Regions from separate parts of the Mus musculus genome. Here regions 2, 3, 4, 5 and 6 are each linked to region 1. The links are chromatin contacts, called in public promoter capture Hi-C maps. All regions are on one chromosome and are shown on one strand. The core of a region is the stretch at or near the end of the contact, and the rest is flanking DNA. Distances in the headings are between cores, read along the strand shown.

What was found. Promoter capture Hi-C pulls out the DNA fragments that hold promoters and counts their contacts. Capture Hi-C pulls out chosen DNA fragments and counts their contacts.
Region 2: a promoter capture Hi-C map of adipose tissue shows a contact between it and region 1, with 2.9 times the contacts expected there. The contact joins the promoter of Vps4a here to the promoter of Cbfb in region 1. A contact is called at or near these places in 2 of 9 other capture datasets (adipose tissue and liver).
Region 3: a contact with region 1 is called in a promoter capture Hi-C map of pre-B cells, with 3 times the contacts expected there. The contact joins the promoter of Sntb2 here to the promoter of Cbfb in region 1.
Region 4: a contact with region 1 is called in a promoter capture Hi-C map of pre-B cells, with 3 times the contacts expected there. The contact joins the promoter of Tango6 here to the promoter of Cbfb in region 1. A contact is called at or near these places in 2 of 39 promoter capture datasets (liver and pre-B cells).
Region 5: a contact with region 1 is called in a promoter capture Hi-C map of pre-B cells, with 3 times the contacts expected there. The contact joins the promoter of Prmt7 here to the promoter of Cbfb in region 1.
Region 6: a promoter capture Hi-C map of hippocampal neurons shows a contact between it and region 1, with 2.4 times the contacts expected there. The contact joins the promoter of Bean1 here to the promoter of Cbfb in region 1. A contact is called at or near these places in 2 of 39 promoter capture datasets (hippocampal neurons and stem cell-derived epiblast-like cells).

The regions. Positions count from the first base shown.
Region 1 is chr8:105,168,326-105,172,303 of GRCm38.p6, reverse strand. It overlaps Cbfb (core binding factor beta), which reads right to left and starts at 1,630. Exons shown (of 6, transcript NM_001161458.1): 1 at 1,251-1,630; 2 at 912-998. The coding sequence starts at 1,328.
Region 2 is chr8:107,029,139-107,033,116 of GRCm38.p6, reverse strand. Vps4a (vacuolar protein sorting 4A) reads right to left here and starts at 1,848. Exons shown (of 11, transcript NM_126165.2): 1 at 1,626-1,848. The coding sequence starts at 1,646.
Region 3 is chr8:106,933,552-106,937,529 of GRCm38.p6, reverse strand. It overlaps Sntb2 (syntrophin, basic 2), which reads right to left and starts at 1,790. Exons shown (of 7, transcript NM_009229.5): 1 at 1,209-1,790. The coding sequence starts at 1,728.
Region 4 is chr8:106,680,873-106,684,850 of GRCm38.p6, reverse strand. It overlaps Tango6 (transport and golgi organization 6), which reads right to left and starts at 1,783. Exons shown (of 18, transcript NM_173037.1): 1 at 1,596-1,783. The coding sequence starts at 1,698.
Region 5 is chr8:106,209,328-106,213,305 of GRCm38.p6, reverse strand. It overlaps Prmt7 (protein arginine N-methyltransferase 7), which reads right to left and starts at 2,252. Exons shown (of 18, transcript NM_145404.1): 1 at 2,224-2,252; 2 at 735-930. The coding sequence starts at 829. It overlaps Slc7a6os (solute carrier family 7, member 6 opposite strand), which reads left to right and starts at 2,373. Exons shown (of 5, transcript NM_001007567.2): 1 at 2,373-2,587; 2 at 2,675-2,941. The coding sequence starts at 2,393.
Region 6 is chr8:104,168,378-104,172,355 of GRCm38.p6, reverse strand. Bean1 (brain expressed, associated with Nedd4, 1) reads right to left here and starts at 1,843. Exons shown (of 5, transcript NM_001141924.1): 1 at 1,352-1,843.

The sequences.
Region 1 (3,978 bases), core at 381-2,880:
AACCACCCAACCAAAAAAAATCTCTTTCCTACAGTTCTTCTTTTCGTTGCTTCCTAACCAACACCTCTAAGGAGGATAACGAAGAGGCAAGAGAGGAACTAGATCACTTCGATATTTTTCAACCCAGGACTTGCCGAGTCCATAGCAGTCTTCAAATATAAAACAGGAACCTCTAGATGAACTATGGGATTTGTCTGTGTAGCACCAGGCAATTCTTTAGCAACTCCAATACTCAGACAGGCACATCGAGGTTAGAAAAAGGAAAATATAGATTTCTTTCGGATTCTTAACATTTTAAGAAAAGAAAATTGTTCATCCACTGGGGCCCTTTCTCTCGTCTCTCTCTTCTATTAGGACAGTCTCTCTCTTCTATTAGGACAACAGATAAGTGGAATAGATTTACTCTCGGCTGTACTGGGAGATAGCTTCTCATATAGATTTACCAATCTCGCTTCTCAGAAACAAGCCTATCGCTGATCCCCCTCCAATGATTCTTTACACGTAGGGCTGTATCCTTCCTACAAGCACCCCGATGTCTGGCGGAGGTCACAGCCTAGGCGACAACCTCCGCCAAGCTCCGGTTGGAGCTCCGCTCGGATTGCCGAGCCGGCACTAGGACACGCAAACCATCCCACGAACCGAACCATCGCGGCGGGCCAAGGAGAAGGCGGGTCCGCCCGAGGGCCGAGCCGAGCCGCCCCGCCAGCATCTGCCTCTTTCTTGCTTTTCGAATCCGGACTAAGGAAGTGAGCCTGCGCCCCCGGCTCAGTTCCGGGAGCCGCAGCGTCCGCGGCGCCGTCCGGAACACGCCCGGGGCCGCGCGCAACAAGTGACTGGCGCGCGCCTGGGTCCCCGCGGCCTCCCCGCGCGCACCGGGGGTAGGGTGGGGGGGTCCCTCCCCGGCGACTTACGATCTCCGAGCGACCGTCGCGGCAGGCGTTCTGGAAGCGTGTCTGGCGCTCCTCGTGGGGCCGGTCCCTGAAGCCCGTGTACTTAATCTGCAAGGCAGAGAGACGGCCCCGAAATCAGGAGTCAAATCCGCGGCGGCACCCGCCGGCCCGCCCGCCCGCTCCCCGCGGCTCCGATAAGGGCAAGCAGAGCCTGTGGGCGGACTGCTTGCCGGGGCGAGATTCCCCCTCGGCCGGCGCGCCGTCCCGGGGGCTTCCCGGCAACCGAGCCGCTCAAACTTTTCTCCTCCCCGGGCCCACTCGGGGCGCGCCGAGGCCTCCGCGCCTCCCCAACCGCCTCACCTCGCACTCGCGGCTCAGCTTCCTGAAGAACTCCTCGTTCTCGAACTTGCTCCTCTGGTCCGGGACGACGCGCGGCATCTTCCCGCCCTCAGGCCGCGCCGGCCGGCCGCGCTCCCCAGGCTCGCGCGGGCACCCGCTGGCGGGCTCCGGTGCTGACCGCCTTGACCGCCCACCCGCGGCACCCGGACTCCCGCTTCTCTTTGTTTCAGGAGCCCGCCCGCGTGGCCTCCCGCTCCAGGGAGGCTGAGGTGCGGCCGTGTGCTTGGAGCCCAACCCACGCTACCGCCGCCCGCCTCAGCCGTTGCCGGCCGTCCTCCCTCCCGCCCGCCCGCGCAGACACAGCTTCCAGCCTCCCCCGGCTGCGGCCGCCACTTCCTCTCGCCGCCCTCCTCGCTCTCCCGCCCCGCGCCGGCCCCACCCCTCCTCCTCCTCCTTCTCCTCCTCGCGCGCCCGCCCGCCTCAAACTCTAGCAAACAAGACGCACCATTCACAACTCCACGACCCGCGCCGCGCATGCGCCACCCACCCGCTTGCGGGGCCGCTGGGTTGCAGTGAAACCCTGCTCCTTCCTCAGCACTTCCCCTTGCCTGTCCGCGGGCTTCTCTGCGAACAACCCGCCCAGAAGGGATCCGCCCCTCTCTTAGCAACTAGAAGCGGACCCGCAGACCTTTTTTTTTTTTTTTTTGGCCCTTTGTGAGCGATCTGGAACTTCTTGGCTCCCCAGCCAGCCACGCAGAGTCACCCCCAGAAGGGCCACTTGAATTCAAGGAAACCTAAATCTTAGAGGACTTTGCATACAGGGAGGGATGTGGACTGTGCACTGAAAGGTGGAAGTAAGCATCTAACCAAATCATGGTGTAAAAAGGTGGTGGCTATTGAAACGGGGTTGGCCTTAGGATTCCGTGTAGCTCTGCCTGCAGACAAGGTTTAGACAAGTACCAGACCAGTAAGTCTCAGATTAGTAATTTCTAAAATGCACACTCATAAGTTCATGGCGTTAGTAGGAGAGTGTTTATGTAGATCTAGCACATCATTTAAAGGAAAACTATCTTAATTATATGTAACCGGTTGCCAGTCCATATTTTTACCCAAATGTGCAATCAAACAAGAAAAAAAAAAAAAAATCCAAGATCTGCAAGTTCTAGAGAACTTACCAGAGCAGAAGAAAACCAGACTCGGGGTTTGCAGCAGAGCTTGAGCTAAAGCTGACCCTCAATAAACTCTGATCCTTAAAAATCGCAGTTTGTTAAAAGTTCAGTTCAAGGATGGCAGGTAAGTGCCAACTCTTGGCAGCAGCTGGCCAGATGCTAAGGATTGTGAAAAGATACTCATAAGTCACTGGAATCAGTTCTGAGGTCAGTTGTTAATGCCTGCTTGAATACAGATTTTGGCAGAATTTCACTGCTAGTCCAGCCCAATCTCATTTATTAGATAGGGACCTAAACGTGGGTAAGGAACTGTCCTAGTTTGCCATAGACAGCTCTCATTTTTAGCAATGACCTCCCCCCGCCCCCCAAGCCTTCTGAAGCTGCTCAGTCCCTAACAAACTAGGAGGGTTAATCATCTTAACTGAAGTCTGGAGAGTTGATTACCCAAAATTAAAGGTTTGTTGGTGGGAGTGGTGTGTGTGTGTGTGTGTGTGTGTGTGTGTGTGTGTGTGTGTTTTGAGTAAAACATACTGCCATGATAAAACACCATGTCCAAGGCACGTTATAAGAAGAGTTTGTGTGAGCTTACCACTCCAGAGGGTTAGAATCCCTGAACGGTGGAGCATGGTGACAGAGGCAGGAAACTGAGGGCTCACATCTTTAATCAGAAAGCAGAATAAGATTTAGGAATGCCAGTGGCTTTGAAACCTCAAAGATGGCCCTGGGGACACATTTCCTCCAGCAAGGCCACACCTCAACAGTGCCATCACAGGGGATTAAGTATTCTAACATCTGAGCCTACGGGAGGGCCATTTCTCACTCAAACCACCACAGTCTAGGCGGTGCAGTTCAAACCCAGGGATTCACCTCATCAAGCGCTTTACCACTGAGCTGCAGTCCCAGCCTTCATGGTCAGGGGTTTTAGCAGTGAAATTTGTAAGCAGCACGTACTTACAGTGCCAGCGACTTTGGCCACCGAGGTGGGAAGATTTCTTGAGCCGAGGACCTGTGCCAAAAAAGAGAATCAAAAAAGGAGGAAGGAGGTGATTAGGTTGATGGTTTTAAAAGACATACTCCTTCCATTAGCAAATATGGAATTATCTCCTTCTTGGGGCAGGCACCCTCCATCCCACCCCAAGCCTATAGAACAGATTAGGTGCATGAATGGATGCCAACAACTTCTATCGATGGATCTTCAGCTATTTTACCATCTTTTCACTTAGTCATTCATTTATTTATCTATTATTTTTGGTTTTTTGAGACAGGGTTTCCTCTGTGTAATGCTAGCTGTCCTGGAATTTACTCTGTCCACCAGGCTGGCCTGGAACTCAGGGACCCACCTGCCTCTGCCTCCCAAGTGCTGGGACTAAAGGTGTGTACCACCACTGCATGGCTTCATTTATTTATTTATTTTTAATGTTTGTGTATATGTGTGCCCGTGCATGCACACACACGGGTATAGTGTTTGTATGCGGGCACACATGCAGTGGCTTGTATGGAGAGTTCAGAGGACGACTTTGTGGAGTCAGTTGTCTCTTGCCACCTTAACTCCCAGGAATTGAACTCAGGTCATCGGGCTC
Region 2 (3,978 bases), core at 599-3,098, 1.9 Mb before region 1:
TGAGATTAGTGTCTATTGAGGGAGGGCTCAGCCCTGAGAGTTATCACCCATGTCCCCAAGGCACAAGAAAAAAACTGGAAGAGGGGAGGAAAGAGCCAGAGGCTGGAGGGGTGCTGTGAAATGCAGCTTACCTGCACCAGATGAGCTCACTAAGACCAATCAAAATTTAAGAAGCACTAACTGGGCACAGCGGGTTACTGAGAGGGGGGGCACAGGAGTAGGGGGTGGAGCTGGAAGTACACAAGACCCAGACTCATGGTTGACATGTATGAAACGTCAAAGAATAAAGGAAATCCCAGGAAAAAAGAAATCCGCTTCCTACCGGAGTCTGACAGCCTGAATTGAACATCCAGAAGAGAACCGATGCGTGCATGTTATCCTCGGACCTCCCCACACGGGCAGGTCATGGGAATGCGTGTGCGGGCACTGTCATACCCAGACAACACATGCACACCATACATACATATGCACGCAAACACAACAACGTACAATGCCACAGAGTATGCTACATGGGACAGTAGGGCTGAGGAGCAGTGGTTAAAGGCGTAGAGTTTCTTTGGTGATGATTCAAACCTCTAAAAGCCCTGGATGGTACAGTTTAAATATGTGACCGTTATAGCATGAGTGCTAGCTCTTCATAAAACTGTTTCCTAAAAGTTGGATAATATTCTTGGTTCACATGTAGTGCTAACTCTGGCCAGGCAGGTGGGATCAGGCCGAAGTTGGTTTAACCCTAAGAACAAACAGAACAGTTTCTGCAGTGAATGGTGGGTTCTAGTTCTGAATTCCATCTAATTTCAAGCCTAGAACAGAAATTTACTCCTGTATTTCTACTTGGAGCAGCCACCACCACCACCAGATATGCAAATATCACTCACTCTTTGATGCTCTGGCTAAAGTCCCTTCCTTCATAAAGTCTTACTTGGTTCCACCCAAACGCTTACTTTATTAGCAAAGGCTTACCGAGTACATGATATGCTGAACCTATGTTATAATTGCTTTCCCTGAATTATTGTCTCAAGTCGTCTGACAACCACCCTACAAGGGCACTGCCTATTTTAGTGATGAGGAAATCCAACATTCCAACATCCAAAACCTAGACACACTGGTGAGTGGCAGGGCTGGGATTTAAACACAAGCCTGAGGCCTGACAGTGTTTATGCTTTCTGACAGCTCTAGAACGAGCCCTTCCTTCATCCGGGCGGCGCCACCCCAGCATCACCCTGCAGGACGTAGGGAATGAATGAAGGGTGGCTGGCCGAGAAACCCGGGGCTCGTTGGAAGCAGCTCAGGGGGCTGCCAGGGCGCCTGGCAGGAGCGGGTGAACGCCGCTCCCGGAGCGACCTGCGGGACCCGGGCGCGCTCAGGGGGAGGCGGCGCCGCTGCAAGGCGGCAGTTCAGCCCCGGCTGCGCGTCCTGGGCTCCGGCCCGCCGGTTCGGCTTGGGCCGGGGCTCAGTGGAGACGTCCTTCGGGCTCCGAGCGCGGGAGAGGCTGCAGCGCGGGTGGGACGAGGCAGCCTGACAGGGACCGCCAGGCCGGGCTCCGAGGAGGCCACCGCCCGTCCGCTCCGCGGCCCGCAGGCCCTGCCGCCTTGGGCCTCCGCGGGCGCGCCGCACCCAAGTACCTGGAGGGTTGACGTTGTCATTTCATATCCTGGGTCCGCCCCACACCCCGCGGTGCTGCTTGCGGCCTCGGTCCGGCTCGGAGGAGCCGAGGTGGTGGGTCCGCCGCTTAGGAGCCCGGCAGGTCGGCTCTCGGCGCGGGCAGAGCTGCCACTAGCAGTGGGAGCCGAGTCCGAGGGTGAACGAGGAGCGCGGCCCAGAGCGGCCCAGCCCGAGTCACGCGGCTGCCGCCCTGTGGCCATGGCCTGCAACTGCAGACACCGCTCCTCTAAGAGGGGCGGGGCCTGCCGGGGGCGGGGTCTGGTGGGATACCGGTAAAGGGCCAGCCCGAAGGCCGGTAAAACCGGAGTGAGGGGCGGAGCCGCCGAGTGAGGGGTGGGGCCGACGGGGGCGGGGCCTGGTAGATCCGGGAGAGGAGCGGGGCTGGACGTGGACAAAGATGGGGAGTTCTGGGCGGAGTTGGGAGCCCAGGTGGGCGGGGCCGACCAAGGGCGTGCCTTGTGAGAGAGTGAGGGGCGGGGCGGAGGGAACAAGTAGAATCTGTACCCCACTTGAGTAAACCTAACCATAAAAAGTAAACTCCCTGGAGCTGTGTTTTCCCGCTATTTAATAGGTTATGTTAATTAGTATTTACCTTGCCTGTCTTAGGGGACAATGAATGAACTAATGTATACATAGTGAATGTCACACTGTGGGTTCAATCCCAGGTAACTGTTATGAGAGAATGATTCTAAAGCCTGTTTTGTGATGGTTTTTATTTTTATTTTTTTTTCAAGACAGGGTTTCACTGTGTTGCCTTGGCTGTCTTGGAACTCAGGCTGTCGACCAGGCGTAACCTCGAACAGAGATCCACCTGCCTCTGCCGTCTGAGTTCTGAGATTAAAGGCTTGTACCACCACCAAGTTTGTGCTAGTTTTTAACTGTTAACTTTTCTGGGCCAGCGAGATGGCTCAGCAGGTAAAAGCACTTGTGCACAAGACAAATGAGCTAATATCCCCAGTTCCTGCTGGGTGGAAGAAGAGAGCAGACTTCTTATAGTTGTCCTCTGATTGCCACACTCCTGCCCACCCAAACTCTCAGAGATCTGCCTGCCTTTGCTGGGATTAAAGTTTTGGGTTGCCATGCCCAGATACTTCTTTTTTTCAGGCAGGGTCTCTCTCTCTGTGTCAGGTGCAAAGGAAACTGCATTTCCTGAGATTCTGGAGCTGCTTCCCCTTTATCAAAGGAGCCACGTCATTTCCCTTACCACTGGCAGAAGGAACATGGCTGTCTGAGGTGCCTGTCAGCATAGGGAAGCGCACACTAGCCTCCAGGTCTGTGGGCTAATGTGCGCTTTGCTCCCTCCCCTAAACGTCACTCATGGGCTTCCCTTCCCCAGCTACTCATTTCTCCTCATAACCCTGCGATTTCAGCTCTGTGCCCTCTTGGTCTTGTCTTGTCTCTCCCTCTCTGCACAGCTCCTGCTCCCCTCACAGTCAGGTCCAGTCAGCTGACCCTATTCAGTCCACTCTGTTCTTTCTCAGCTCTGGGCTCTTCCGGATGCCTCTGACTGTTCCCTCCCTCATAGCTACAATAAAGATCATGGTGGCACATGCTTTTAATAACCTGCGCTCAGGAGCCAGAGGCAAGAGGATCTCTTGTGAGTTTGAGGACAGCCTGAACTATACAGCAAGCTCCAAGACCAACAGGACAGCATAAAGAGACCCCGTTTCAAAAAACCAGTCGGGGCTGGAGAGATGCTGGAGAGATGGCACAGCAGTTAAGAGCACTGGCTGCTCTTCCAGAGGTTCTGAGTTCACAGGAAGAAAAAAATTATGCCAAAAAGAAAAAAAAAGACCCCAGGAGTTCTAGAGGCTGGAGGTCTAAAACTCAAGTTACTGGTAGGGCCATGCTCCCTTGAAGCCTGCTAGGCGGAAGGCACACTTGCTGGACACCCTTGGAATTCCAGTGACTCGTAGATCCATCACTCCAGCCTTTGGACACCCCATCATGTCACATGACACAACCATCTCTCCTGTGGGTCTTTCCTAACACTACTCATACATAAAATAAGCAAATAAATCTTTTAAAAAAAGAAAAACAATCAACCATCCAAACATTGTGTTTAGTGGTGTGTGTGAGTGTGTCTGTGTCTCTGTGTATGTCTGCCTTGTGCTGACTAAGGAGTCAGTTTTCACTCGGGATCAAACTACGTTTGCCAGGCTTGGTGGCAAGCATCTTTATGTGCTATGCCATCTGGCCTGTCCAAAGCTGTCCTTTTTTTTTCCTGAGAAAGGGTCTGTAGTCCAGGCTTGTCCTTAATCTTATTTTTTTTTTTATTTTTATTTTTTTAGAAATAATTCTTCTAGTATTTTT
Region 3 (3,978 bases), core at 541-3,040, 1.8 Mb before region 1:
AACTCATGGATCTGCCTGTCTCTGCCTCTTGAGTACAAGGCTGTAAACCACGCCAAAATGCTACCAGCAAATACGCCTTAAATTTGTGATCCCTTAGCATCTTGTACCTTGTACCAGAGTCAAGCACTTGATGTTATTCCTCCCTAGAAGTTGTTTTGCATTTTCTATCATTTCCCACCGCAGAGATACAACAGGGACAGCACCTTTCACATTCTCTGTTATACAGCTAGCAGCAATAAATGCTCCTGGAATGACTTGACTCAACAGCGAAAAACGGAGCTGGTCTTGCAATTATTTCTAAAGCAAGCAACTGGCTTCTCACTTACAATATTCCATCACCTTCAACATGTATGAGTCTTTGGAGATGAGATTTAATTCTGCCTCAGTTACATCGATACGCGTGAAACGCTGCACACAAGATCGCATCTACACTTAAGGTAAAGGCTATTCACACATATGTGATGGTACCCGTTTCAGGATTCTTATAAAATGTCTACTGGTCTTGCGGCAGCACGCCTGCCAGCGATAGGAAGCTGGCACCGGGCTCTTGCAAAAGGGGCGAAACTCTAGTTGGCAGTAAAATGCTCAAACACGTGAGCCTCCACTGTTAAACAAGGCTCATTAACCTCACAAACTTGCTGTATCAGCTCTCTGCCTTCCACAAAGTGCTGTGATCTTCTCTGGTTATTGTTGAGAGCCAATGATGGGTTAAATTCCCATAAATTAACCAGTGCTTTGGTGGTTTGCCCAAGCAAACTGCTGGCATCGGTGTGGATGGATTTAATAGACCGGCCCGCCCGGGGAGCCCGAGGTGACTAAAGAAAGCGTCCAACCAACGCTTCCCAACAGGGAAAAAAAGGAGACTAAAGAACTCGAGCCGATCGCTCTCCCGGTAGTTAGTGCTTAGTGTCAGCTTATCGTGCAAGACTTAGGGGTGAGCTTCGCACGCGGCTGCTGCTCCCCCCACCCCCTAAATCTCAGCTGAGTCTCGCTAAGGGGCGGTAAAGTAACACTTCGGTGGCTGCCCAACTTTCTTCTCGCTGGACGCCTCAGTTTTTCCACACTCTGGAGCCCCACAAGAGGAGGTCTGGTGGCCGGGGCGGAGGGAACCGGCGAGCCCCGCACAGGCGTCAGGGTGGGCAGAAACAAAGTGCGCGCAGGCGAGCCCAGGCCGCCACCCCGCCGCCTCCCGCTCGGCCCCCGCTCACCCTCCAGCAGCACCTCCTTGCCCGCGCGCTTCAGCGCCTGCACGGCCTGGTCGTGGGTGGCCTGGCGCAGGTCGGTGCCGTTCACCGACAGGATGGCGTCGCCCAGCCGCAGCGCCCGGCTCTGGTCGGCCGCCAGCCCCGGGAAGATCTTGGAGATGAGGATCGGCATCCGGTTCTCGCGGCCGCCCTTGATGCTGATGCCCAGGCCGCCCGCCTCTTGCTTCACCACTCGCACTCGGCGCACGGGCGGCGAGGCGCTCGCTTCCCCCGCGGGACCGCGGGGCGGCGCGGGAGGGCTGGGCGGCCCCAGGCCACGGTTCGGGCTCCCGGGCAGAGACTCGCCGCCGCCGCCGTTCGGAAGACCGTTGAAGGCGGCCGCCGGCGGCTCAGGCTCGACTGCGGCGGCGTCGCCCGTCAGGCTCAGGCTCTCGCCACTGAGCTCGGCCACCACCCGCACCCAGCGCTCCCTTAGAAGCAGCTCCACCAGCCCCGCTTTGGTGGCCCGCGTCCACACCGCCATGGCCGGCCCTGCTCCCGCAGCCGCCGTTGCTGCAGCTCCCCCGATTCCAGTCAGGCAGCCTCGGCGCTTCCCCCTTCCCGCCCGAGGGGGGCGGACCCCTCCCCTCCCCCCGGCGATTCATTATTCATGAGGGCCACGCCCACTTTCCGGAGGGGCGGGGGGAAGGCCGGCGAGGCCGCTTCCGGGAGGCGAGGTTGTCCTGGTTCACTGAAAGCTCTTCGGAGGTGGGCAGCGCCTCGTGCAGCGAGGCACCCCGCCGTCCTTTGCTTTGGTTCTCCGTGACCTCCTCGAACTCCTCACCTCTTCTACGAGAGCTGCCCGGGCAGGGAGAGCAAAGTCAGCTTGTAGAGAGGCTCTTTGCGATCCTGCAGGGCCGGGTTGGCGCGTTCATTCTTGCATTGATTGGTTCATTGCAAAAAAAAAAAAAAAAAAAAAAAAAAGCAGCCCTGAGCGCTCAGAGGTGTGCTGGGCTCCTTTTAAGGCCCTAGAGACACACTGAATAAAATGCACCTCAGCCGAGAGAGCTTGTGGTCTAATGGGAAAGAAAAACAGAGGCAACCAGCTAGGTGTGATTCTCTGTGGTTAAAAAGACTGCAGACCTCCCTAAGAACAGGATAAAACAACATTTGGTTAGTCTTGGTGTGAGCACAAGCAGGGGACACAGCATAAGTGACATGGGATCAAAGGTGTGGATCCAAGACTTTGTCACTGCTTTTAAAAATCACCTGTCTGCTGGCCTGTAATTAGAGGGGACCTGTCTTCTTCTTTTTTTTTTTTTTTTTTTAAAGATTTATTTATTATATGTAAGTACACTGTAGCTGTCTTCAGACACACCAGAAGAAGGAGTCAGTTCTTGTTACGGATGGTTGTAAGCCACCATGTGGTTGCTGGGATTTGAACTCTGGACCTTTGGAAGAGCAGTCGGGTGCTCTTACCCACTGAGCCACCTCGCCAGCCCGGGACCTGTCTTCTTAAGCACTGGGAACCCACAGTGCGCAAGGTCAAAGACATTTGCAGCATGCTGATGTTTTAGAGTTCCCCACAGACCAACGGGTATATATAGTTAACAAAGATTGTGCGAGATTAGCCACAAGATTATGAGGCTAAACTCCACAATCTGCCATCTGCAGAAAAAGGCTCTGAATCCAAATCCAAAGACCTGAGGACTAGGTAGAAATCTGAAGCTATCAGAAGACCAGAGAGGCCTGAGGGGGCAGAAGCGGGGGAGCAGGGTCGGAGTGGAAAGCTACTATGTAAAAGCTGGCCCAGTCCATGAAAAACCAGGAGCCCTGAAGTGTGGCAGGAGAGCGATGTCCCAGTTTTCATAGAGTGAGTATACCGCGTCTTACTGTTCCCTGGCAGCCCTCACCTGATTGGATGGTGCCGGTTCCCACTGTTGAGGACAATCTTCTCTACTCAGGTCACCATGGAAAAAATTTCTTCCGGAAACAGACACACCCAGAACGGTTTTACATCTGTCCATCCAGGCAGGCGTCTTTTAGCCCAGTCAAGTGAACACACACACACACAAAAATTAACCATCTGTGATGATTCCTTAGGAAGTTGCCAATGTGAACAAGACATAAGGTTAGTGGAATTAGGTAGTGAGTGTGCAAGGCTTCAAATAACCAAGTCCTGAAGGGTTCTGTCTTGATTCTATAAGTTTGCCAGTCTTAGTCTGGGTTCCATCTTTTTTTTTTTTTTTGGCGAATATGTAGATGACCATCCAAGAAACCGTATAAAGATTTGTTAGCTAAAGAGTCAGTGATTTTGCTAATTGCAGAGCCAATAACAAGACTATATGTAATGACCATAGCAAAAAAAAAAAAAAAAAAAAAAAAAGTCTTTTAGATATGTTAAAAAAAAATGGGGCTGGAGAGATGGCTCAGCGGTTAAGAGCACTGACTGCTCTTCCAGAGGTCCTGAGTTCAATTCCCAGCAACCACATGGTGGCTCACAACCATCTGTAGTGAGATTTGATGTTTTAAACAAACAAACAAAAAATAGCTTAGTCAGGATCCCCACTATACCCAAGGCTGCACCTGATACCTGATAACCAGACCTCAATGATGTCACTTAAGATAACCAGACAGCCCAAGATCTGACGCCCACTGGACAAGCAGACAGTGCTCTGTTCTTCTCATCTGGAGAGAGGCCACTTTGACCTGCCCTGCAGCTGGAGAGTCTCCTCCTCCCACCCCCACCCCTAGGATCCTGACCCTTAAATCAGAGACTTCTGCTAGCTACTGG
Region 4 (3,978 bases), core at 534-3,033, 1.5 Mb before region 1:
CAGTTCCCAGTACCCATGTCAGATGCCTCAACTGCCCATAACTCCAGCTCCAGGGAGATCTGACACTTCTGGTTTCTCTGGATAACTTCACTCACACATACATACCCACACATACATATTATTAAAAAAATAAAATAATCTTTTTTTCTTTTTCCTTTTAATGTGGAAGCCGGAAGGATGGTTCATTGGGCAAGACCACTTTCTGCACTGGGGTTTGGGTCTTAGCACCCATGTGATACAACTGCCTGTAACTCCAGTTCCAGATAAACTGACACCCTCTTTTGGCCTCTGTGGGCTACTGCATGCACACAGCATACATACACTCACAGAAATAGGCATTCAAACATAAATAAATAAAATACGTATCCTGCCGTTGACTCTTAATTGGGGCAAGAGAGTATATTTTGCAAGCTTTTAGTGAAGGAACTGAGGTTTGTCACGAACTTGATTTACTTTGGGCAATTTCCAATGTACATGTATGTTCCTCTGCAAAAATTAATGCCTATTAATACTTAGGAGACTGCTGTGAGGACTAAATGATCTACAAGTAAATGGACTATAGGGACTGGCGCTTAGTAGGCAATCATCTACTACTAATTGCTTTTCACGTCCCACTAAGTACTCTGTAATGTTTGCAGCTGTAGTTTGGGGGTCGACATTTAAGACCGAGAGTGTTCACCTTGTAATCACACACGTTGCCTTTACCTTGATAATTCTACACGCACCCAGACATGCTGTGCTTATAATTAGGATCCTATTTTCTTACACCCTTCTACGTTTCCAGATGCCATCAGAAGTTCTATTCTGAATAATCTGCCTTAGTCTGACAAGGAGATCAGGCAGAACTGAGTTCTAGGTCCATGGACATCCCTCTAATATAACCACCTGATTTGAGGTGTGAGTTCCAGGACAAACCTTAACTATACAGTGATACCCTGTCTAAAGAAAGAAAGGGGCAGGAGGTGTGAATGGTCATGCTTGCCTTTAATCCCAGCACTGGGGAGGCAGAGGCAGTTCAAACCACCACAAATTGGGACTCAACAGTGAGAATGCAAGGTCTCACTATTCCCAAGGTCTCTTCAAATACTAAACTGGGAAGTTAACTCAACAAGTGATTAAAGGTGACTGTGCACCTCTGATACCAAAACAGAAACCCTTAAAAATCTTCCTCAAATTCAGCCAAAAAACGTCCCTGCTGGGCATCTCTGGTCACTTGGCATTTTGTACAAATCTCAAGCGTGCACACCAGGCTCGGAGCCCTCAAGCGGTTGGGACATCACATTACACCTGTGTGAAGGCGTCTCCAGTCCCTGTGTCAGGGCTGTGCTGGAGCAAACAGTGGACCGAAGCCGCTGCTCAGCGAGGCGCCCAACGGACCTCGGCCGGCATCAGCGGTCAGCGGACTGCAGGCCCTTTCCTGGAGCTTCAGTTTAAGTTTTAAGTGAGACTGCACAGAGCCCAAGCGCTCCCGGGAGTGGGGATGGAGATGCCGGGAGGGCCTGCGGGAAACATGCGGTAGCAGCCAGGGCGAGCCTGGGTGACCCGCGACCCCGCGAGCCTCAGGTCCAGCCCCGCGCCGAGACTCGTCCTCTCACCTCCCGGGCTCAGCAGCAACTTCAGCGCTTCCAGAACCTGCTCCAGACCACATGTCACCAGAACGCCACTCGGCGCAGCCGCCGCCGGTCCGGAGGCCGCCATGATTGGAGTGGAGCGACCTGCGACGTGCTCAAACACCCAAGTGGGCCAGCGCGGCCGCCATTTTGAATGTGGCGGAGGCGTGTCCTCTGCTGGAGGGCGGGGCCCAAGACCTGGGGCGGGGCCTACTCTGTCTGGAACGCCCCTTCTCCGGGAAAAAAAAAAAAAACAAGATACAGTTTCTTGTGTTCTCCCAGAGCGCCCCAGTTCAATTCCCAGCATCCCTATCAGACACCAGCCTGCAAACTCAGGTCCAGCAACTCATGCGCATACACACGCATGCACAAGCATAACTTACAAAATATTTTTTAAAAGAAAATATAGGGGGCTGGTGAGATGGCTCAGTGGGTAAGAGCACCCGACTACTCTTCAAAAGGTCCAGAGTTCAAATCCCAGCAACCACATGGTGGCTCACAACCATCCGTAACGAGATCTGACGCCCTCTTCTGGTGTGTCTGAAAACAGCTACAGTGTACTTACATATAATAAATAAATAAAATCTTTAAAAAAAAAAAAAAAAGAAAGAAAATATAATTGAAAAGGTAAAATAAAAGACCAATGTGGTGACATGTATCTTTAAGTCTAGTACTTAGAACCAAAGGTCAGCCTGGTCTACATACATAGTAAGCTCAAGGCCAACCAGGAACTCTGAGAGACCCTGACTCAAAAACAAAAAGAAAAAAAACACAAGTAGTCTTGCATGGTGGCCCATGCTTCTAAATCTCAGCTATAGAGAATCACGTGTTCAAAACCAGTGAAGGCAGCTTAGTGAGACCGTCTAAAAGCTATGAAGGATTGGAAATGTTATCCAGTAATAACACTCTAGCACACAACCATGAGTTTGGTCCTCAGTACTTCAACCCAGGGGGTGGGGGAGGGAACAGAAATAGTTTCTCGTAAAAATAATACACATTTTAGTATGTAAATTTTCAAGTACTGAAAGAAACACAATAAATAAAGTTCACAGATGTACATAGACCCTGAAAGAGAAGCTCACACCAATGACACCAGCGTTCAGGGAAGCTGACGTGGCAAGACAAGTTCATAACTTTCTCCCCAAAAGTAACAGTAACAAAAAATATTCAACTTTGTATTACTGATTCCTTTTTCTGACATTTAAAAGTAAATACACACTGGGATAGAGAGATGGATCCGTGGTGTTGTTCTTGTAGAGGACCCAGGTTTAATTCCCATCGCCTACAAGGTGGCTCACAGCCATGTATAACTCCAATTCTAGGGGATCCAATGCCCTCTTCTGGCTTCCAAGATGACCAGCCACTCATGTGGGGCACAGACACACGTACAGGCAAAATACTCATAACTGTAAAATAAATAATTCTTTAATCTAAAGATAAATACGCACACACACATATCCTGTATCTGTGAATGTGTTAGCTACAGACAGCCCCATTGGAATATCTTGGTTTTGTTGGGTGATGGTGAAAGACCCTCGAGGGGAGACCCTCACTCAGACCACTCAAGTCCCGGGACAGCCGCGTACCCAAGAAGACACTGAGACCATACATAAAATGTAGAAGGCAAGATTTAATAAAGCAGCGACATGAAAGCACACAGACCAGAGCTCTGGGGTCGAAATAAAGCAGCAACATGAAAGCACAGAGCTCTGGGGTCGAAACTCATACACCTAGTGGCACCTAGTGGTGTAGAGGAGAATCGACGGTCAGCCAAAATTTTTCACAGGCTTATATAGTAAAACTCAAAGGGGGAGAACTGGGCAGGGAAAGTACAAGTTTACATCACTAGGGAGTTCTGCCAAAGGAATCTACGTAACTAAGGAGTCATGTCCTATCAAGGAACCTACGTAACTAAGGAGTACCTGGTTCATTTTGAGGTTGTTCCAGGAGGCCTTTATCTCAAAAATGTTCTTGGAACAGTTTTTAGTTGGGAGGGTTCGAACTTTAGGGTGAGGAGTTTTGGGGTGAAAAGTTTAGGAGTGTTCCGAGAACAACCTCTAGATGGGAGGGGGTGGGCTCCGAGGTAAAAAGTTCATGTTCTCACAAGAGGCCAGTAATTTTTTATTCTTCATTCCCCACTTCTTCTTGTTAGTAATTCTAATCTTAGAATTTCAGAAGTCTATATCTCTATGTGGAGAATACTGCATTTACTCTATCTTTAACATGGGAACAAAAACAGAATAAGGCAGATTAGTAAACAGAACTAGGCAGGGACCCTTCTAGTGAGGCTTGAGGGTCTCAGCATGACGCAGGTGTATGTAGATCAGATCTCTGGCTGGAACTGGTAAGATGTCCTTGGGGTACCCAG
Region 5 (3,978 bases), core at 1,003-3,502, 1.0 Mb before region 1:
GAGCGAGTTGCGCTGCCCACTGTGTAAATGTGTAGAACCATCCATCTCTCCAGTCCACTCCCCAAAGGAGCTCCCCCACGTCACACCTGCCCACTGCTGTTGCTGATGGGCATCAGCATTCAGGGCTTCTGAGCAGCCCGACCCTTTCCTGCGTTCCTCCCTTCCCTGAGCTTCTCTTTTCTTTCCATCCTAACTTTCCTGTTGGCTCTCCTCAGTCTCCTCGGCTGATCCTCTTACGCTCCATCTCCATCTCCATCTCCTCTCTCACTGGGATGCAGCAACTTCTCTCAACCTCACCTTTACCGAGCTCCGCCCGCAAACTCTGTGTCTCCACAACTCGTGCTTCTGTCGACCTCTAGCATCACAGGAAGTGTCCAAACCTTAACACCTCCTCCTCTCGGGTGGGCATCCCATCCACCCGGTCATCTCGCCGGGAGGAATCTTGGTGCTTCTTGAACTTTCCCCTCTTGCTGCATTCAGTGGGTTACCAAACTCCTTCCTGCTCCTCCAAGCTGCTCTGCCTCTCTCACCTCCACTGCTTGCTTCTACGTTAGGACAGAGGACTCCCTGTCCTCTCTCCAACCCACTTCCCACACTGCTCTCAGCAGGTGCTCTCTTCTCCTAACAGAGACCTCAACTGCTCAGAAAAACAATCTCCACAATCTTCTTCAAACCTAAATTGACATGGAGGAGCCCTGCACCCCTGCAGCCAGCTGAGCAGCAGCCCTGGGTACCTGGCAATCTCCTGGTGGTAATCATAGTGTTCATCCTCCTCCAGCCACTCCAGGGATCCCGTGGTAGGATTGGCACGGCCACAGAAGACCTTCATGGTGCCAACTGGCTCCTCAGTGTTTGCACAGAAACGTGAGGCTTGTTAATTTACTTCTTAGGAAGATATCTTGATATCAGAAACCTAATCAATTATAATGCCTAGGATGGAGAGAAAGGACAAGAAAACAAAGAGAAAAAAAAAATAAAGAAACAGACAAAAATGTCAAAGTTACTTACAATTCTTTATTAATGATAACATCGACCTTCAATCTCAGGTCTGGAAGGCAGAGACAGGCAGATCTCTGTGTAAGTTCAAAGTCAACATGGTCTTCATAGTAAGTTCTAGGCCAGCAAGAACTACATAGTGACAGCCCATCTCAAAAGAAAATTAACCAGTATTTTGATATTTCTGACAAGAGTAATTTTCATTTTTTATATAGGATATACCATCAAAAACTATAATAAAAGCCAGTTGTGGTAGCTCATGTCTAAAATCTCAGCACGTAGGAAACTGAGGCAGAAGGATCTAAAGTTTGATGCCATCCTGGGCAATGCTGTGAGACCTTGTCATAAAACAAGAACAAAACAGAACAACGTGTCGTTGCATGTCTTTGATTCTAGCACTAGAAAAGCAGAGGCAGGACCATCTCTATGAGTTCCATGCCTGTCAGGGCTGCACAATGAGATTCCTGTCTGAAGAAAAATTTGGGGGTGAGGGGGGGCCTACAGTAAATATATAGGGCTGTTTGGAAGTTTCGCCACTTTTCAGAAATTCCTACATAATTAAAAAGGCCCCACAAGTCCATCGGGGTCCAGCCTTCAAGTGAAGGCAAGTGAGAAGGCAGGGTAAGCCGAGCAATGAGCTAACATTATACAGTAAAAGCGCAGAAGTGGTTATTCCGCAACAGATTAAGGACACTTGCTTATCTGTGATGTCGCTAGGGTTTCACTAAGAACACACTTAAAAATGCACTGAGGGCCACTCCAGTGTTTTAATCAAAAGCATGTCCACCTCGGGCACACAAACGTCTGGCGCTTCTCCGGGTGAGTGTCGTGAACTGAATGGTTCCCAAACTGCTCAGAATACGAACTGAGAAAGCCATCCCGAAGCAAAACCGCCCGAACGGTCCCGGGACCGAACCGTTCCCGGCTGGGTTAGGGGCGCTGCATACAACTGAGGTCCCGCCCGGTGTGAGTGACTGGGGCGAGGCTTCTGACACAAGTCCTGCGCCCGGCGACAGTCTGAGAAAGGACAGTCACCCACGCGGACCGCTGCGGCAGACCTGCTCAGGGTGCTTGAACCACTCCACGTGGACTCTGGAGCAGCCCGGAAGATAAGTACACCGGAAACCCAAATATCCCCAACGCCAGAGCCCTAAAAATGAGGCCGGAAGACCGACTGCACCCAGGCCCAGCCACGGCCCAACCTCCCCAGCAAGCCCAACAGCTCACCCGCTGTGGGAAGCGATCCACTCGCCGCCACTCCCGCGGCCATTTTGCCTCTCCCACTGTGGGTGGGGCGTCGAGGCGTAGCGTGACGTTCCGTGAGGCCCCGCCCGCTGAACTGGATGGACATCCCGTCGCGCCCCGCGCCTTCCCACAGTACTCCGCGATCGCCGCTATGGAGGCCGGCAGGACTGCGGTGTTGCGCGTGAAGCGGAAGCGCAACGCGGAGCCCGCCGAGGCGCTCGTGCTGGCCTGTAAACGCCCCCGGAGCAGCGAGGTCGAGTCGGCGGCTCGGGAGACGCCAGAGGGCCAGGAGGCGGCGGCGGCGGAGAGAAATGTCTTCCAGTTGGTTGCCACCGTGCGATCCCAGGTATGAGAAGGGTGAATGGACTCTTTGTGGGAGCGATCTTTGAACGCTGCCCGTGTCGCAGTCATCTCTTTTCCCGACGCCCCTCAGGAGGAGCCAATCCAGCAGCTTGTGCGGGCTGCCTTGCGCCCGTCCCGGAGCAGCCAGCTGCGTATCCGCCGCGATCTTCGTGCCTCGGTGCGCGAGGTCCGTAAAGAGGGCCGCTACAGGGTGGTCTCCAGCCACCGATCCTCGGGAACCTCGAACAGTTTGGAGCCTCAGTGTGGGTCAGAAGCTGTCGGGGATGCGGGCTTCCAGTTGTTGGACCTGGTCCACGAGGAGGAAAACCCAGAGGCTGCTGCCACCGACTGCCGCAAAGTGAGTACTGTATATGTCTGCTCTGCTCCCAAAGGCAGTAATGAAGAGCATACACACTGTAAGCTTAAGAATGGATGATCCATCTCTAAGAGTTGACCTCATTTTACCTGATTTCTGTTGTTGTTTTTGTTCTGTTGAGATAGTTTTGCTGTGTAGCTCTGGTTGACATAGTACGGGCTATGGAGCCCAAGCAGACCTCTGACACACAGCAGTTCTGCCTCCGTCGCTCCAGTGCTGGGATTATAAGTAAGCATGTGCAACCCACGCCCCTTAGGATTGGTTTTCTTTCTTTCTCTTTTGCTTGTGTCGTAATACACACCTTCCCTCCCAGCATTTGGGAGGCAGTACCATGTGGATCTCTGAGTTCCAGCCCAAAAAGGACTACATAGTGAGACCTTGTCTCCAAAAAAAAAAAAAACAAAAAGCAAAAAACAAAAACTTTGTGTGTGATTGATCAGGCCTTTAATACTCAAGAGGCATGGATCAATAGATCTCTTCTTTCAAGGCCAGGCAGAGCTACACAGTGAGAACGTGTATCAAAATAAATAAACAGAATTGATGTAGGCCTTTTGAAAGTGGATTTGGCTATTTAAAAGATATACAGTATTTAGAGATGATGTTAAACTGTCATTGCTACGAAAAATGAGGTAAATATGGAAGGAGTTTTAGCTCACAATTTTGGAGGTTTTGGTGCAGTGTATGGTCAGACTACTAACAATTTGCCTCCAACCTCCCTGAAGACGGGGCTCTAGCATTTATATATACCCTCTGAGAAGTTCCCAGAATTCCAAATGTCACAGAAACTATCTACAGCTGACAAAAACCACTTCTGCTAGGGCATGAGGCAAATCATAGTCAGCTGCTTTAGACAGCTCAAAGCAGCCCCACATCCCCACACCTGGGATTAAAACAAAAAAAAAAATAAACTGTTTCTGTGTTCTTTAAAGAAACCAAAATTCCAGACTTGTCACTACAAAGGGAACTTGCGGCAAGTGTTCTTCCTCTGAGCTAGATTCCTAATGTGGTATTTTCCTTTT
Region 6 (3,978 bases), core at 594-3,093, 1.0 Mb after region 1:
GGAAAGGTTTGGGTGGGGCAGAAGATGTCAGCACGCGCCTGCGAAAAAGGGAGAGGCTAAAGGAAAGTCTTGTTTTGCAAGGAGATGTCAGGAGATTCACAGGGAACCAAAGGCCGACGCAGAGGGTGAGAAAGATGGGAGCACCATGTCGCCTCACATCAAGCTCTCTTTGCCTCAGGAAACACCTGTGGCCAAATGCAGTCAATGGATAGACGTGTGTCAGGTTCCGCAGAAGACTCGTCTAACGATCTTCCATACATTTTTAGGTGAAGGAAACTGAGGCTCAGAGAAGTCAAGTGTCTTGCCTAAGGTCACACAGCTGGGAAATCAGCTAAAAGAGTGTCTCATGGCTCCAAAGACCCTGCACAGTCTACTAAACAGAATCATGCATACGTTTCAAAGAGGGAAACTGAGTCACTCAGTGGTGAAGTCATCTAGTAAGCAGTCCTTATCACTGAGGAGAGTCTAGAGGGCCGTCTGTTGGCCCTCAGGTGCACTTGGACTCTTAGAGTTCCCCGATTCTCTAGTATGTCACTTGTGCTCGTCCCTTCCCAGGCTGGGTTTGGCTGCCCATGCTGGCACAGGGGTGGCTGAGAAACGTAGCCCAGGGTCGATACTACGCACCTGTCCCTAGACTACAGAGCCCGAAGGACAACCAGGAAAGGAGGAAGCGGGGGGGGGGGCAAGGGTGGGCATTGCCGAGCTTGGGAAGGGGAGAGTGGCAGGTACCACTTAGTGCTGCGTAGTCAGAGGAACTGCCACCTCGGATTCAGCTTCGGGTCCTTTGCAAGGGACTGCACAGGAAAGTCTTCCTTATGAAGGGAGAGGGTAGGTGGGGGGAGCGGCAAGGATGCTCTTTCTATCCTAGGTAAGACAAAATGAGGCATGGTCCAAGTGACTGGGCCGTTGAATTGTCAAACTTCCTGGCTTAAGGTGGTGGGAGAGGGTTCAGGCTCAAACTCTGTAAAACCCCAGTCCCTCTCCTCTCACCCCAGACAAGAGTGTGCCCTAGTATCTTTTCTTGAGTGGACTGGTCAGCGACCCTCCAAACCGAGGGCACAGGGCTGGGGACCCTGTCATGGGCTTGCATCCCGGGAGGATACTCGTCTGAGACTCAGGCAGACCTCGGATTCCTCGCGTTTCCCCGGGGATTCGCGGGTCCCGGTGACCCTCTCGGGTGTGGGGAGGATGCGGGATCAGGAACCGCAGGAGTCTCGGGCAAACCGCTCAGTTCCTCGCGCGCTGAGGTTCCGCTCGGGACCACGTCCCCCGCCGCCCAGCGCGTCCCCAGCTGCGTGCATAAGCAGCGGTACCCCCGTCTGCGGCCCTCCCCGCGCCCCGCGCCCCTTACTCGGCTTGGCTGCGGCGCTCCGCTCCGTGCGCCGCAGTGCCGGCTCCAGCTTCGGCTCCAGCTCCGGTCCCGCTCGGGCTCCGGCTCCCGCTCGGATGCCGTGGCGCTCCGGCTGGGCTGGGGCGTCCCAGCCGCTTCGCCTGGGCCTGCTGTGCGTGCAGGGGCGGGGCGCACCGGCGGGGCCGGGCAGAACGGACCCGCGCCCTCGATCCGCGGGCAAACAGCCGCCGGCGGTCTCCGGGGCCCTGCCCTGCCCTGCCCTGCCCTGCAGCAGGAACAGCAGCCCCGCCCGTCCCTCCGTCGCGGTCCCCGCGCCGCCGCTCGTTCCACCGTCACCCTCTTGGGCCCTCCTCGGCGGCGGCGCGGCTCCCCGGTCTCAGCTCGGTGGCGCCACGGCCCGGGTCATTGCTGAGATGGGGACGCGGAGGAGGTGGGAGCGGCGAGCCGCGCCCCTCTGCGCACAGCCAGCCCGACACCCACACAGCGTCGGGCAGCGGGCAGGCGGGCGGGCGGGGCAGGGCGGCGGGGAGGCCGAGGGATGTAGGGAGGCCGGCACACCAGGAGGACTTGTGAAGGGTGGACAGACAGACACGTGCAGAGAAGGGTGAACCAACCATATGTCAGAGATGGACAGCCAGAAAGGTTGGACAGAGGCAAGAGCTAAGGGCAGAAGGCAGGGTAGAGGCAGCAGAAGGGACACAGGCTGCTGCTGGCCTTTGGTTTGGGCAGAGGAGCCCGTCAAGGCCACTGGTTCCCAGCTGTTCGAATTCTCTTCACGTAGGCTTGACCAAGGCCTTCAATTTGAGCTATCAGCAGGCTTATTTTCTTCTTCCCTTGCCCACCTGATGCCCTCTGTCCTGGTGCTCAGTCTTGGCAGATGCAAGCCTACCTTGGAAGATGCCTGGCTCAGGGGAGGGACCTGGGCTCCAGCTCCTTCCCTGTATGCACCCCACTTTGCGGCCTCTGGCATGCCGCAGCCCATTCCTAGGCCTGTTATTATTACAAGGTCTCTGCTTATCGCACATTTAAATATGCTGGTGTGCTCTACAGTTACTGGTAGAATCACTTGGAACATTTACTCATCAGGGAGAGTCCCTCAGGGCTGATACATCTTAGTGAGACTGCAGGGGTCTGTCCAGGGTGACAGTTGGTAAATCTGACCAGGGAATCCATAAATTGAGTTGTTGCCAACCCTCTCCAAGCCCTTACTTTATTGATGAGGGAGCTGAGGTTTGAAGAAGGAAGGACACCTGAAACTCTGACGCCTGCCACTGGCTGGAAGGCAGTTCTTGAAAATAAAACATGATGACAAAGAGTTGAACATGTTGATGATAAAAACCTTGGGGAAGCAGAGGAGCCCTGGGGACCTTGTGGAAGAGACTTGAGCCAGCTGCAGGCGCCAACTGGGAGGTGGGGACAAAACAGCCTCCAGGAGAAAGCAGAAGGCTTTGTACCTCAGCTTTGCTAGGTGTGGAGAGTCAGGGTTAGAGCCCCTCCCAGCCTCTGTGGGCAACCGTTCATTTGGGACTCAGCATCCTTGACTGGCTTCCCTTCTGAACACATAGAGGGGTTGATCTCAGCTCACTGGGTCTGTTTTGGGGGTTGGGGGGGGGGAAGCTTGAGCCGTTTGAGCAGCGAGGTCAGAAAAGGCTTGGGTGGGCCCGTTGTCCAAACCCAGACATTTCATTTATTTTGTGGACAAACAAAAGACCAGGATAGGTCCAAACCAGGGAGCTAGGACTAGAGGCCACAGCTCTGCCCACTGCACCAAGACTGGCCATGACTCAATGAACAGACATCAGTTGATCCAGACAAATCTTCCAGCTGTTGAGTGGTCACTCTTTGGCAGGCCTGAGTGTCTATGTGTTTTAGGGGTGTGGGGTCATGGCTCACTTTGAGTGGGAAGACACAGCCCTAAAGAGTTCATTGCTCTATGCCCTTTTATCTGAGTATCTCTGGTCTGAGAAACCTGTGCCTCCGAACAAAAAGTGGGGGTGTGATGGTTTGTATATGCTTGGCCCAGGGAGTGGCCTTGTTGGAATAGGTGTGTCACTGTGGGCATGTTGATGATAAATCCTTGGGGAAGCAGAGGAGCGGTGGAAGCTTAAGTCCCTTGTCGTAGCTGCCTGGAAGTCAGTGTTCCACTAGCTACCTTCAGATGAAAATGTAGAACTCTCAGCTCAGCCTGCACCATGCCTCCCTGGATGCTGCCATGTTTCCACCTTTATGATAATGGACCGGACCTCTGAACCTGTGGGAAGCCACATGTGCCGTTGCTGAGTGGCACTGACTACTGCTGGCCACCACGCATAAGATTGGACAAACAACCAATGTGTACATATGCAGTAAAGTCTTTTGCAAAGACACTGCCTGGCCCAGGCATGATAATGAGGTTCTGTAAGGTACTGAGAGTATAACCAATCAGATGTGAGACATGCAAATGAGGTATGATAATGAGGTTCTATAAGGTACTGAGAGTATAACCAATCAGATGTGAGACATGCAAACCAGGCATGATAATGAGGTTCTGTAAGGTACTGAGAGTATAACCAATCAGATGAGGAACATGCAAATGAGGCTTAGTACATAACCAATCCGGGTGTGAGACACGCCCCTCCTAGGCCTAT